Linked DNA regions of Mus musculus: regions 1, 2 and 3 are each linked to region 4. The links are chromatin contacts, called in public HiCAR-type and promoter capture Hi-C maps. All regions are on one chromosome and are shown on one strand. Each heading gives the region's core, a stretch centred on a gene start, on an enhancer-like site or on the middle of the called end of the contact. The rest is flanking DNA. Distances are from core to core; before and after follow the strand shown.

Region 1 (3,461 bases), core at 388-2,887, 3.0 Mb before region 4:
TTGAGAAAATGTCCCTAAGGAGTCATAGACCTGAACATAAAGCCTCACATTGTACTCATCTGTCACCGTACCGACAGGGAGAAAGAAGGCTGGTGTTATCGGCTCTGCCCCTGAATACACCACGGAACCCAGTGTATTCTCTTCTACGGAACTGATCGCGCCAATGCTGTCCAACTCAGATACTATTATTTTATACTTAAGGGGAAGGTTCTCATCCTTAAAATCACTACATTCAACAGCAAATTTAGTAACCATGGAAATCCCACTAGCTGGATTTATCTTGCATTTGCCAACTCGAGGGCCATGGTTAATGACAACGGGATGTCTCAAGGTCGTGGTCATACCACTCCAAGATTTCAGAATCAGGGAAACCCAAACCCTATTTTCCAAAAAATTCCTAAAGGCAAAAGCTTTTATGGACAAATAAGGTCCATTCCTCCTGGTGATTGCTTGCCCTGCCCAGTCAAACATCACTTCATGGCCCGTTAGAGACAAAATGGACCAGCTATACAAATCCTGGCGGCCACAACTTGGGCAGTTCAGAAACAGAGAAAATCTATCTGACACACCTAACGTGGGGCCACAATTTTCAATGCAGGAAATGTGTGCCTTGGGCTGAAGCCCCTGGAGCACGTGTACAGTTTTATCAGAAAATGCAGTTCTGTTTTGCTTCTGTACCACCATTCTGAAGTAATACACACCATTGCCCCTAAGAGTTTTTGGTGGAATGGTTAGTACAGAGCCCACTGCCCAAGGCCAGTTCAGTGAATCCTGCTCTGGGTGGCAGACAGCCTGGTTGATCACTAATACATAGTTGCCACTATAGTATCTTGGATTTGTGGTACAATACCAAAAAAACTGGAGTCCCCATGTGGGGATGTCTGCCTCTGGGTCGTAGGACATGCTTCCATTCAGAATCAGTTCATCGGAGAACTTCACGGTTACTCTGGGGGCTCCAAGAAGAACAGCCTTCAGGGGGCGTTTTCTAACCCAAATGTAGATGATATCCGAGCCTGTCACCGTGGGCCAGGCGAGGTCCCACCTGAAGATGGACAGCGTAAAGTTAAACACATACACCCCGTAAGGCAGGGCATATTTGGGGATGTGGAGGGAGAAACCCTTAGACACTGCCACCTGCGGCAAGAGCACAGGTCGGTTCCAATCAGGGGTGTCGTTCACAGAGGCCACCGAAAAGTACACCCAGCTCTTGCGAATGACCAAGGCATCAGGACAGTACCAACGCACAGTGATATTGAGGGTGGCTTCCTCGTCTCTGCTCAGGATAAGGGGAGCGTTCTGGTCCTTCCTGTTGATCTTCACTGGCTGCATGATACAGGGGGCCGTCTGGCAGGACACGTTAGCCTTGGCGGCTGCGGGGTCCGAAGAGTTGACTTTCAGGAGGACGCGTGCAGCTGCGCCCGAGGGACACCTACGGGGCGGCGTAGGGCTGGCGTGGCGCGGGGCTGCACGCGGGGACAGGCCCCCGGTGTCACCGCCCCGGACGCTGCTCTCCGCGCCCTGCCCCAACCCCGGGGCGCCCCTGAGCACGCCCGGCAGCCCGCGAGGGCCGGTGGGTGGCGGCTGGCTGCCTAGACCCAGGCCCAGGCCCAGGAGCAGCAGCGCGGGGCCCGGCCACATGACTCCCCGCCAGGAGCTGCCGGGCGCAACGGCCGTGACGCTGGGCTGGGCCGCGAGCGAGCGTACCGGGAGGGGATGGGCGCGCAGCTCGCCGCGGGGCAGGGGCAGCGTGCTCCGCCACTCCGGAATAAGGCGGTTCACCCGAGGTGTGGGTTCTCTCGGGGACAGTACACTCTCAGGGACAGTGGGGTTCCCAGGGCTAGTGAGTTTAAGGGACAGTATGTTCCCAGGGGCGGTGGGTCCCAAAGGGCAGTGAGTTCCCAGGAACAGTGGGCTCTCAGGGTCATCAAGGATCTCAGGACCAAGGAGAACCACACACAAGGAGAACGTGGGAAGTCACAGAACAATGGGTTTCCAGAGAAGTGGAGATTCTCAGGACCAAGAAGGACATGCTAAGGACAGCAGCATCTCCAGGAAGGTAGGTGCAAGGTAGGTCACTATACACTAGGCGGCAGAGGGGCTCAAGACTGTTTCCAACCACCTCTTTCTTCCCATACTGATGGATCTACTCCAGGATCAGGCCTTGCTAAATGAGTTTAATCCCGTGCTCTGCCGCCCCACCCCCTTCTTTTCTTCTTTTTAAAACTGGACACACCAAGAAAACTTCTTAGCAGAAATTCCTCTCCCACGGGAAAACCGGTTCCAAAATAATGAAGTCTGGAGGGCCTTGCCAGCCCCCTCAGACCAGTGCAGGGATATCTGACACTTGGTTGTTTGGGGAAAGGGGGCGTGGAGGTGGGGTTGTTGGTTAGGTTTGGGTTGGTTGTTATTGGTTTGGTTTGTTTTTTCCCTTTCCTTCACTTTTAAATGTATTGTTTGCTTATTTGTTTGTTTGTTTGTTTGTTTATTTGTTTGTTTTAGACTGTGTCAACTGGAGATTCTTCAGCTTCAGCCTCTTAGGTGGTAGATCACAAGTGTGTACTACCTAACCTAGCTAAAAAGAACGAACCTAGCTAAAAAGAACTGTGTAGTTTAAAAGGGAGAAGTTACTGAAGATCAAACCTTGGGTCTCCAGGAATGATGGCCATACCCCTGAGCTGCAGCCGAGGCTCTAGTTTCCTAACTTGACATTTTGGCTCAAAGATGGAGCCTTTCGTCCTAGTCCTCCTCCTCCTCCTCCTCCTCCTCCTCCTCTTCCTCCTCTTCTTCCTCCTCTTCTTCCTCCTCTTCTTCCTCCTCTTCCTCTTCTTCTTACTTCTTCCTTCTCCTACTGTGTTTAAAACTATAAAGTCCCTACTATACAGTATTTAAGTACATCCTACACGCTTATTGTATTTTTGGCCATCTTTCCTTTAAAATATTTCTAATTCTCCTAGTATTTTGTTTGTACCCGTATATTCCAAAGGGTGTTGTTAGTTGCAAGCATTTGGAGTTCATGTAGAACTCTTGTGGCGCTGGAGAGATGACCTCTGTTCTTCCAGAGGTCCTGAGTTCAATTCCCAGCAACCACATGGTGGCTCACAACCATCTGTAATGGGATCTGATGCCCTCTTCTGGTGTGTCTGACACACCAGTGTACTCATACATAGAATAAATAAATAAATAAATAAATAAAAAGAAATCTTGTGCTTATTGATCTCTAATTAACAATGCTATGATTAGAGAATAGGTCCAGAATGATTTTTAGTCATTTTTATTTATGACTTGCCTTAATGGCCACCCTGGAGTCCTTCTTGTTATACATTCTGTGTGAACTTAAAAGGAAGATGTGTGTTGTTGTTAGGGTTCATCCTAAGACCTCCTTCAGACCCTCTACCACTGAAATCTATTTCCCAGTCTTTAAAAATAACCTCTTTTAATTTTGAGACAGAGTCTTGCTAAGT
Region 2 (3,237 bases), core at 413-2,912, 2.8 Mb before region 4:
TTCAAAGTAATCACGTGCCACATGGGTGTACTGGGGATTAAGCTTGCAATGCAGGGACTCTGGAGACACACTTTAACTTCAGCAGGGAGGGATCCCTACATGAATGCATCGAACCTCTCCTGGTAGAAGCTGCCCAGCTGAGTTCACAGGAGAAGGGTGGGGAATGACTCCCGAGAACTCTGGCTTCCTGGGAAGCTAGAAACATTTTCTAACTGGGCGACTGGTCAAGGGAGGCTTTGTGGAGCTGAAACTTTGGAGTTAGCTTGGAAGGTTGGGTAGGGCCAGAGTGGAGAGGCTCCCCCCTCCTCCGCGCCCCAGGGAGGATATGGTCTAGGCAATCCTGGAGGCAGGAAAGTAGCACTTGTGCTTGCAGGGGGCGGTGGGGGTGGGGCGACGACCAGAGTCCGGTTTTGCTGTAGGACAGAGAGGAAGCAGGGAAAGCCAGGGGTAGGAGGAACCAGCGAGATTGGTGTGGCATTGGGCTGGGATGCCGCACAAAGGTGACTCAGAGGAGGTTCCTGCCCAAAGTAGCTCTCATCTTGCCAAGACCAAGCCCTGCAGGCAGCTTAGCCTGGCATCTCACACTGCCAGCCAAGAGCCATTGGACAGACCTCATGTTGTGCTACACATGGGCATTGCTTCTCACTCTGCATTCAGAGAGAGAGAGAGCTCACCTACAGGAGCCTCTCTGGATGCCAGCCCCAGACCCTGGGACAAAGGCCTGTCTGGAAGGTAGGCAATGCTGGAGGACAAAAGGGGGCCTGAATCCTGCCCCCACCCACCCCACCCCCCAGAAAGCTTCAGAGTCCTTCAGCATTCCTCAAATCTCCTGGGGTGCTTGAGACATAATAAGGTGGGGGACAGTTCTGGATTGAGAGGGTTGGAGGTGAGGTCGTCAAAGCCCCGCAGTGCAAGCGGGTCATGTGGTCACAGGTCTAATGTGCTGTCTCCACTTGCTGATGCTGAGTTTGCTACAGTCACCCTCGTACCCTACAGTGGACCTCCTAGGTCAGACCCCATACGGTGCTGCAGGTCAGTCCTCCAACCAGGCTAGGGCCTGGGGTTCTGGAGGGTGTGGTCTTTTACCAGGTTCATTAGTTATCTTTCTGGGTCCTTGTCAACCCTGGTTTTTGAAAGGCGAGTCAAAACGGGGGAAGTGACTCCTGGAGGATCTCTTTTCCTTTAAGATAGTACTAGAGCTAAAGTAGGCTTCCTATCGCTACGGTGACATTTAAAGGTATGTGGCATTCCTGGTTAGGTACTGAGTGGGAGAGAAGGGAGGAGTTGCTCACTGCCCTCCAGGTGGAGGTTCCATGTCCTTTTCCCAGTGTGGAGCTGTGCTCTGAGTCCAGCCTGGCGGTGCCAGGACAAGTATTTCTACACCAAGCGCGGGTCTCCATTTGGCAGTAACCGTCAAGCCAGTTCGCCGGGAGAGAGGTGACAGTGGAGTGTATCCTTGTGCTCGGTTGTGCCCGTGGCTGCGACTGGCAGGCGGCCACGCGTGCGCGTGGGCACGCGCGGCGAGGACCCACGTGGGTCACCCAAACAAAGGCGGCGCCGCGTGATCGGGCGCGCGCGCGCGCACACACCGGGCAGGGAGGGCGGGGAGGCGAGGGGGCGGAGCGGGGCGGCGGCTTGCGCAGGCCCGGTCGGGGGGCGCGCAGACTCCGCGCAGCAGGACGTGAGCGCGCGACGCGGCGCCGCCTCCGCGCTCGTGGCCGGCACCCGCGGGGCCGCGTAGTCCCCGCTCCCCGGCGCCGCTGGGCTCCCGGGAGGGCGGCAGGTGCAGCGCGGCCGGGTGGCCGGCCAGGGGGGCGCCGCGGCGGCGGGTGGATGAGAGTTGGCCCCGATCATCCCGCAGGGTAAGCGGCGCGCACGCGGACTCCCACACGGACCTGGGCGACGCTGGCCACGCTCTGTCCTAGCTGCCGGGCCGCGACCCCGTGTGCCCACACTCTCACTCGGTGGCCCACAGCAGCGACCCTCCCTTCGGGGAGCAGCGCGGGCGCGCCCCCGCACACACGCTCCCGGGGCGCGCGTCACGGCCGCCCCTCGCGCGTACCACGGGCGCTGTGCGGGTCAGGGTCCTGGTGGGCGAGAGGCAGACGTCGATGGGACGCAGGGCCCAAACTATGATGTGGGGGAGTCATTAGATGGGTCACCATGCCTAGGCCGCTAGCGGGGGGGTCAGGATGAGGGCACAGCAAATGTCGTCCTACTGACCCACTCTCTTGGTGGTGGGGGAGGACTGAAAAGGAGGAGGGCTGTCCAGGCCGGTGTGGCCCAACAGATGACCCGGGGAAAAGTTGTGGACGCTTGCTCCCTTTCCACACCCTGCTCTCTGTTATATCTTTTCCTTTCATTTGGAATTAGCCTATGGGATTCTGGGGACAGTTGGCACCTGGGCTGGAGCTTAGGCCTATGTGTTTATACAACCGTTAAGGTGGGGTGCTGTGTGGCAGTCCCTAACCTAAGACTTCATCTGTCCAGAGCGGGACCAGCACCTCTGAAGGGTGGAGAGGGACTGACTAGTCTGGATGTTGGTTCCCCTGTGGCCTTCCTACCCGTGGCCAGGGTAAGAAGCAGGCTTCTAGGGCCAGAGGCAGAACCTTGTACTCTTTGGAACTTCCCATTTTCAGAGATAAGAGAGATTCAGTTTGGGGGGACCTTGTTCAGAGTGGGTTCCCTTCCTGCCTTGCCTTGTGTAGATTAGGGACAAAATTAAAGGTGCTGAGTCTTAACGCACTCCCCCCCCCAATCCTCAATTTCGCTGAACCCCAGCCAGGTAGGAGCTTGCTTTAGGGCCAGGTTCAGAAGGAGGGGTCATGGTCCAGGCTCTGTAGGGTTTGAAATAAAGGACAGTTGGAAGTTAGTTTATCTCGGATACCTGTTCTGTGAGATCGGGCAAGGCACTGTCACAAAACCAGCCCTGCCTCAGTTTCCTTATCAGTGGGTGACTAATGACAAGATAAGAGTTAACAAGATGGTGTGGGTTCCACGGCAGCCAGACACACTCTAGGTGAGGAGTCAGGCAAGGCCATCCACCCTGTGCCTCTCAGGTGGCTTAGTGGCCCTGCAGAGATCGGAAGAATCTTCTCTCATTCTGCCCAACCTGTTCCCAGGCCCATTTGGGGATACACAGCCCAGTCCAGTCAGAGTGCTTTATTTAGTATCCCTGACCCGTGCTAGGATGAAGCCACAATATAAAGATGCTCTCTGGGACACCCCAGCTGGGAG
Region 3 (3,231 bases), core at 209-2,708, 2.9 Mb before region 4:
ACTTTCCTGTCCATGGTGTATCACACTGCAGACTTTGGGAGTTATAGGGAAGCAAAAAACACCTTGTGCAGGAAAAAGAAACGCCCCAGTTTTCTCTCTAGTGTAAGAAAATACTGGCCAACAGCAGCGCAGGGAGGAAAGGGTTTATTTATGTGGTTTGCACATCCGAATCACAGACCAACCTGAAGGAAAGTTAGAGACGGAATTTTGACAGGAACTGAAGCAGAGGCCATGGAGGAACACTGCTTACTGGCTTGCTCCGCATGGCTTGATTAGTTTGCCTTCTTTTACAACCCAAGATCACCTGCACTGGTGTGGCTCTCACATCAATCAACAAATCTCACAGACTTGTCTAAGGGCCAATCTAATGGAAGCATTTTCTCAATTGATGTCCCCCCACCCCTAGCTTGTGTCAAGTAGACAAAAATTCTAACATAGGTTTGTCTGGTTTCTGCTACTTTGTGGTTGGCCCTATCATAGGTTCTGGTAGGAAAAGTGAGATTTGCTATACTAAATGCCCATACCCAAGAAGGGAGGTCCTGGTCCTCAAGGCTAGAACACTCCACAGACATGACCCCCTGCCCTTTTGTCTCTCTCTCTCTCTCTCTCTCTCTCTCTCTCTCTCTCTCTCTCTCTCTCTCTTCTCTCTCTCTCTCTCTCTCTCTTTCTGTCCCAGGACTCGTATCTATTTTCTTCCAGCAGCCACTCAACATCTGTCATGTGCGAGGCCCCCCACAATCAATTCAGGAAGAGCCACAGCTCCAGCCTGAGGTCCCCAAAGCATCCACTCGTTAGAGCTGATCCCCGCAGAGTGCTCGTTCGTCCTCCAAGAATGGCCCACGAAACAAACACTCTTAAATCACAGGCACCAGGATGAACAGGTGCGACTCCAAACTCTCCCAGTCTTCCGTGGCCCATCCTTCCCAGCTACTGTCTGGGTCTGGTTAACTACGCTCCCATCCCCTACTCCAACCCGTTGACTGAGCTGCTAGCAAAGCCTTACTGAGCAACGGTCCACTATGCTTTGTCCTCCACTGGCTCTGCACCCGCCAGGCCCGCAAGCATCTAGAATCCAATGAGAACGTGTTGACAGCCCTGTCCCTCCAGCGGGTAAACAGGAGGAGCCAGCGGCCGACACAGCATCTCGACCTTGTGTGTGCCCAGGAACGCCTTTGAGACCTCAAGCCCGAGCGGAGGCTGTTCCTGGTGCAGCTGACCCAGGAGCGCCAGCTGAGCACAGAAGAAAACGTCGCAAGGGCAGCGAGTGGTGGCTAAGAAGCCGGACCCGACCAACTCATCGCTGGCCTATCTGGGACATGCTGCCACCTAGTGCTCCTCGGCCGATCCGCCGCGCGGAACCCAAAAGCCTGCAGAACACTGGGTGAGCGGAGCACGTTTCCCGCCGGGTGAAGAGTGAGGACGCCCCCCCCCCCCGTCCCCCCCGTCCCCCGGAGGCTGGGACTTCCGGCGTAGCTTGGACGCAGCCAGAAAGCTCGCGGTGTAGCCTGATGTCGGCGCTGCGGCACGTCGTGTGCGCCCTGTCTGGCGGTGTGGACAGCGCGGTGGCGGCGCTGCTGTTGCGGCGGAGAGGTGAGGCCAGGGTTCCTCACTGGGGACAGGAGCTTGGGCTCCTCCAGGTCTGAGGCCTGGCCTTTTGCAGACTCCGCGGGCCTCCAGGCGAGGACACCGCCAACTCTAATGACAAAATCACTCCAGTGTTCTCCTTCGTTGGATGACAAACTTCACTCCGAACAGCTACCAGTTCTTCCTGACTTGTAGATGTAGCCTCATGGGTCCTTAGGGTTCGGATCTGATTCCAACGACCGGTGTACATTCCTCCTGCTGTGTGGCCCCACCTTGTGTCAACCTCTCCGCATTCACCTTGGCGGCTTTTAATGGAGTCCCCCTCAGCCGTGGATCATCTTCCCCGGGGCACGCGGGGTGCAGAGGCGCGGGGCCAGGAGCCTGGGCTTGGGCAAGTTAACTAAGCACCCCCCAGTAAAAATGGGATGACCCGTAATATGGGATGACTGGAATGATTAAATGGCACAGTATGTATTGAAAGGGTTAGCTATACAATGTGAGATATATCGGAAAGCAGGAGCGATTCTTTTATAATCACAGCTGTTATGACAGAGTAAAAGAGCCACAGGATACAGGTGTGTACTATGGTGAGAAAGGAAGAGGGAAGCATTTCTCTACAAAGAACTGGCTGCAGTAACACAGGCAGGAGGCAGAGGAGAGAGTGCCGGCCAGAATAGGATATAGTGGGGTTAGTGAAGCTGACGGTATTAAGGAATTTGGGGTAATGTTGAGTAGGCAGTGTGAGTCTTTGAAGGTTTCCAATGAGAACTGTGTAACTAGATGCTTTGGGAAGTGGCAAAGGTTGGCATCATTCTTACAGATTTATCTTTTACTACTAAAGGGAGATCAACTGCTGCCTAGTTTTTATGTCACATTAAAACTATGTGACATGTTAGGGTCCTCTGGTAGGAGGGAACCTCAGCTGAGAAACTGTCATCACCCTGGCCTGTAGGCTAGTCAGTGGGGCCTTCTCTTAATAATTGGTGTAGGAAGCCTCGTTCCATTAGGAGTAATGCTATCTCTGGGCAGGTGGTCCTAGGTTTTATAAGAAAACAGGCTGAGCAGGCCAAAGAAACAAGCCCATAAGCAGTATTCTTTTATAACCTATGATTCAATTCTGCCTTCAGGTTCCTGACCTGAGTTCCTGCCCCAGCTTCCCCTGATGGTAGACTGTGACCTTTAGGGCCAAATAAATCCTTTCCTCTCCAAGATGCTGTTGATCGTGGTGTTTATCATAACAGTGGGAACCTAGCCAAAACAAAGGCTCTCTCCCCTCAGGCTGCTACATCTAACTTTTACCCTTCCTTGGATTTTTTTCATGAAAGAAATTGATGGACGGTATCAGAGGAAAGAAAACCATCCTCTCATTTCGGCATCGAGGGCTCTTAGAGGTGATGTCCCATACTGCAATCCGTAGAAAGTTGACCAGTCCTTGAGTGCCTGGCTCCATGCATGTGGGTCTTGTCCCTCTGTGAGACAATTGACCAGGCAGATGTAGCATGGGAATGGTGGGGTTCTAAAACTCTGCGTAGAGTTTGTTCATGTTACAAGCTTGTGGGGTTTTGGCTCTCCTTATGCCCTGGGCATTGTATTAGCTCTTGGGACACAGGATTGTATTATGCCATCTCTGCATTAGTAAGTTACGTG
Region 4 (3,666 bases), core at 920-3,419:
AGTTCCCAACCTGGCACAAAACCATACTGGGGTACAGTGATGCACACTTAGGATTCCAGTACTTGGGAGGCTGAGACAGGAGAAACAAGAGGTCTAGGTCAACCTGGGTAACTTGTTAAGAGCCTGAAGCCCTGGGTTCGGTCCCCAGAACCGGATAAACCCCAGGTATGTAAATATATGTGTGTATCCCAGCACCTAGGGGGTAAGAGGCAAGAGGACTAGAAGTTCAAGGCCATCCTTGGTATTGAAAAGGATGGGGAAGAGGCCAAGCCATCGAGGGAGGCAGCAGTGCGAGATGCGTTGCTTCAGGGACTCCAACTTCGCTGCTTCAACTATCTGCTCTGCAGACCTTTGAAGGAAACCCAAGCTTTAGGGTGGGCTATTACCCACAGAACTCACCCGATCCTCCTCCTTCCTCACAGCCACAAAGGGGTGTGTGTTCTGCTGAGGACCAACAGCAGCTATTTTCTTTCTTTTTTGTTTTTTTGTTTCTTTCGAGACAAGGTTTCTCTGTGTAGCCCTGGCTGTCCTGGAACTCACTCTGTAGACCAGGCTGGCCTTGAACTCAGAAATCCGCCTGCCTCTGTCTCCCAAGTGCTGGGATCAAAGGTGTGCATCACCACCGCCCGGCTAGCTATTTTCAAAGACAACAGGAGACCAGGGTGAGCTGGACCGCTCAACCAGGAGCAGAAACAATACAAGGGAGTTATTCACCAGTACATAAAAACAACTTATCAGCCGGGCGTGGTGGCGCACGCCTTTAATCCCAGCACTTGGGAGGCAGAGACAGGCGGATTTCTGAGTTCGAGGCCAGCCTGGTCTACAGAGTGAGTTCCAGGACAGCCAGAGCTATACAGAGAAACCCTGTCTCAAAAAACCAAAAAAAAAAACAAAACAAAACACCTATCACAGGAATGGGGGCAGCTGCAGGGAAGAAGAGATGCTAATGGCTAAGCTCCAGGAGCCAAGCTCCAAAAAGCTATACTGCTCTTCTGAAGGTCCTGAGTTCAAATCCCAGCAACCACATGGTGGCTCACAACCACCTGTAATGAGATCTGATGCACAGAGCAAGCAGAGGTCGTAAATTCAACTCCCAACAACCAGATGAAGGCTCACAACCCTATGTACAGCTACCGTGTGTACTCATATACATAAAATAAACAAATCTTTAAAAAATTAAAAGCTATACTCTTCGCAAATGTGGCGTGGAGGAGGAGGGCATCTCAGATTAGGGGGTACCCTTCAAAGATCCTGTCGTCCCTGTCCATTGTGATTCCAAAGCTTCCAAGGGAACTGTGGGAATCATTCGTTCAAATTGTGGCTTTAACCTGGAAGTGTTAGCTGGTGTAGATGAACTTACTTGTAAACCAAAGACCAGACTAAACTGTTACTATTTATACAATCAGATGTTCTTTAAAATACACATAGTCCACATCTCCTCCTCCTCCTCCCTCAGGTCACTTAAAGTTCGGAAGGTCATTGTGAACTCACTGCCTGAGGCCCCTGAGGAAATGTCGACCACTGGGGCCCCCTCAACCACACTGAGCAGGACCCAGATGTAGAGCTCTGTTTACGGATGACAGCTCCGGGCGCCAGGTGAGGAGGATGGATGAACGGTCCAGGCCTCGGGCGAGATGTCCCGCCCCCAGGGACACGCTCAGCCTCTAAGTGACAGGTCCATCCCCGGGTTGAGGAACTCAAAGGCCGTCACGCGCGCTCGGGAGAACCCCAGCTTCGCCACCTCCCGCCCGAGTACACCAATCCCGGCGACGCGCGCTAACCTCTCCTCTCCGCAGGACCCCGCGGAACTGAGCAGACTGACCAAGGCAGGAAGCCGGCTGCGGAAACCGGGCCCGGAAGCCAAGTCTTTGCCCGAACTTGACATGGCCACCATTGCCCAGGCTGGCGACCGCAGCTGGCGCTTCCCGCCCGGAGAAAAGATGGCCACTCGTGGAGGGCGGGGCATGGGGACCCGATAGAAGATTACGGTTCTGCCTCATTCTCGCGGGACGCTGACCCGGGGCCTTCTCATTGGTGGCTTCTCGTGGCGAGCCTCAATTGGTCCACATCAGGCAAGGGGGATTCCTCCGGCCAATAGAAGCGCGCGGGGTGAAAGGTGGGCGGGGCCTCGGCGACGCAGTCAAGTAGCCCGGGGAACGGCCGGCGCGCGGGCCGGTGGGCGGAGGCTCAGACTCCGCCGCAGTTCTCGGTGGGTCGCCGGGCAGCCCTCCCGCCATGCACCTGCTGCTTGCAGCCGCGTTCGGGCTGCTGCTGCTGCTGCCGCCGCCCGGGGCCGTAGCCTCCCGGAAGCCGACGATGTGCCAGAGATGCCGGACGCTGGTGGACAAGTTCAACCAGGTGGGCGGGCGGCGGGGTCCGGGGCAGCGGCGCTGGGGCAGGGGCTGGCGGCGGGGTTCACGGTAGCCCATCGAGCTGGTGCCACCTCCACTACAGGGGATGGCCAACACGGCCAGGAAGAATTTCGGTGGCGGCAACACGGCGTGGGAAGAGAAGACGCTGTCTAAGTACGAATTCAGGTGAGTGTTCCCAAGAAGTGCGAGGATGTGCGGTCGCGGTCTGTGAATCGGTGGTCAGACCTTGGGGTCGGTGCAGACCACCGGCACACGGAGGAACCCCTTCGATGGTGGTGGACACCTGTCAATGGTCGTCCCTGCCTCTGGCCACTCAACTGGTCTGTGGTTTCCACACTCCCTACGGCCACTTCTGTGCGCACAGACACTGGAAGGCTTTTACACACACGCACACGGGCCTTTTGGAAACTCAGACTGGAGCCCCTCGCCCTCCTAGAGACTTCTGGCTTCCCTGACTAATGGAATAAGCTCCCTTTCTCATGCTGTAGGGATGGAGGGGCCTACCATTCCTGGGTCCGCTGCACACCCCCCGGTTAGCCTCCCCTTACTGACTAACCTTGCCTGTGGTTGTAGAGACTCTCCTCTTCGCTAAAGTAGTCTCTAGGAGGGACATGTGTAAAGTGAGCAGACTGGTGCTTTGGGGTGCTGGTGCTTTGGGGTGCTGACAGATTGTGTTTCAGTGAGATCCGGCTTCTGGAGATCATGGAGGGTCTGTGTGACAGCAGTGACTTTGAGTGCAACCAACTCTTGGAGCAGCAGGAGGAGCAGCTAGAGGCTTGGTGGCAGACACTGTGAGTGCCTGGGACCCTGTCTTCTGATCTCGCATTTTGCAGTATCTTCCCAGTAGAGAACCTAGAGAAGCAGGAAATATCCTACATCCCCATCCCGATTTACCCCTGCGCTGCCACCATCTCTTAGAAGCTTCCAAGGAGGTCCTGTGCACACCTGACCCTTGCTTCCCCCATCACATAGCCTTGAGGGCGTGGACAGTGCCTCCTAGCCCGAATCACCTGAGGTCCTTAGTTGCTTCAGCCTGAAGTTAAGAAGTGAAAATTGGAGTGGTTAAGCCTCACTTCAGCGCATCGTTACTGTCTGGCTATCACTGTTAGTTACTGATCTCTTACTACACCTAACTTATAAAGTCAACTCCCCCGCTGATATGTTTGAAAACGCCTGTGCTATATTTAGGGTTTGAAACTGTCCAAGGCTTGGAGCATCCCCACTGAGCCGTGCGTGCCTCCGGGCCAGCGTCTCGTGGGATTTAATGACCATTTCAAAACCCTCAGGAAGAAGG

What was found. Promoter capture Hi-C pulls out the DNA fragments that hold promoters and counts their contacts. HiCAR-type assays count read pairs that join an accessible place to other places.
Region 1: a promoter capture Hi-C map of pre-B cells shows a contact between it and region 4, with 3 times the contacts expected there. The contact joins the promoter of Pkdrej here to the promoter of Creld2 in region 4. A contact is called at or near these places in 2 of 39 promoter capture datasets (cranial neural crest and pre-B cells).
Region 2: a contact with region 4 is called in a HiCAR-type map of astrocytes, with 5 times the contacts expected there. The contact joins the promoter of Gramd4 here to the promoter of Creld2 in region 4. A contact is called at or near these places in 2 of 39 promoter capture datasets (the 3T3-L1 cell line and hippocampal neurons) and 2 of 115 datasets of contacts at active chromatin or transcription factors (astrocytes and large pre-B cells).
Region 3: a promoter capture Hi-C map of pre-B cells shows a contact between it and region 4, with 5 times the contacts expected there. The contact joins the promoter of Trmu here to the promoter of Creld2 in region 4. A contact is called at or near these places in 3 of 39 promoter capture datasets (cranial neural crest, hippocampal neurons and pre-B cells) and 1 of 9 other capture datasets (embryonic stem cells).

Annotation. Positions count from the first base shown.
Region 1 is chr15:85,820,096-85,823,556 of GRCm38.p6, forward strand. It overlaps Pkdrej (polycystin (PKD) family receptor for egg jelly), which reads right to left and starts at 1,638. Exons shown (of 1, transcript NM_011105.2): 1 at 1-1,638. The coding sequence starts at 1,638.
Region 2 is chr15:86,057,100-86,060,336 of GRCm38.p6, forward strand. Gramd4 (GRAM domain containing 4) reads left to right here and starts at 1,663. Exons shown (of 19, transcript NM_001379572.1): 1 at 1,663-1,862. The coding sequence starts at 1,834. Gm41375 (a long non-coding RNA gene) reads right to left here and starts at 1,517. Exons shown (of 3, transcript XR_875536.2): 1 at 1,293-1,517.
Region 3 is chr15:85,877,869-85,881,099 of GRCm38.p6, forward strand. It overlaps Trmu (tRNA 5-methylaminomethyl-2-thiouridylate methyltransferase), which reads left to right and starts at 1,459. Exons shown (of 11, transcript NM_028063.2): 1 at 1,459-1,590. The coding sequence starts at 1,509.
Region 4 is chr15:88,817,477-88,821,142 of GRCm38.p6, forward strand. Creld2 (cysteine-rich with EGF-like domains 2) reads left to right here and starts at 2,170. Exons shown (of 10, transcript NM_029720.2): 1 at 2,170-2,358; 2 at 2,455-2,537; 3 at 3,053-3,163; 4 at 3,659-3,666. The coding sequence starts at 2,236. Alg12 (asparagine-linked glycosylation 12 (alpha-1,6-mannosyltransferase)) reads right to left here and starts at 1,842. Exons shown (of 10, transcript NM_001142357.1): 1 at 1,782-1,842.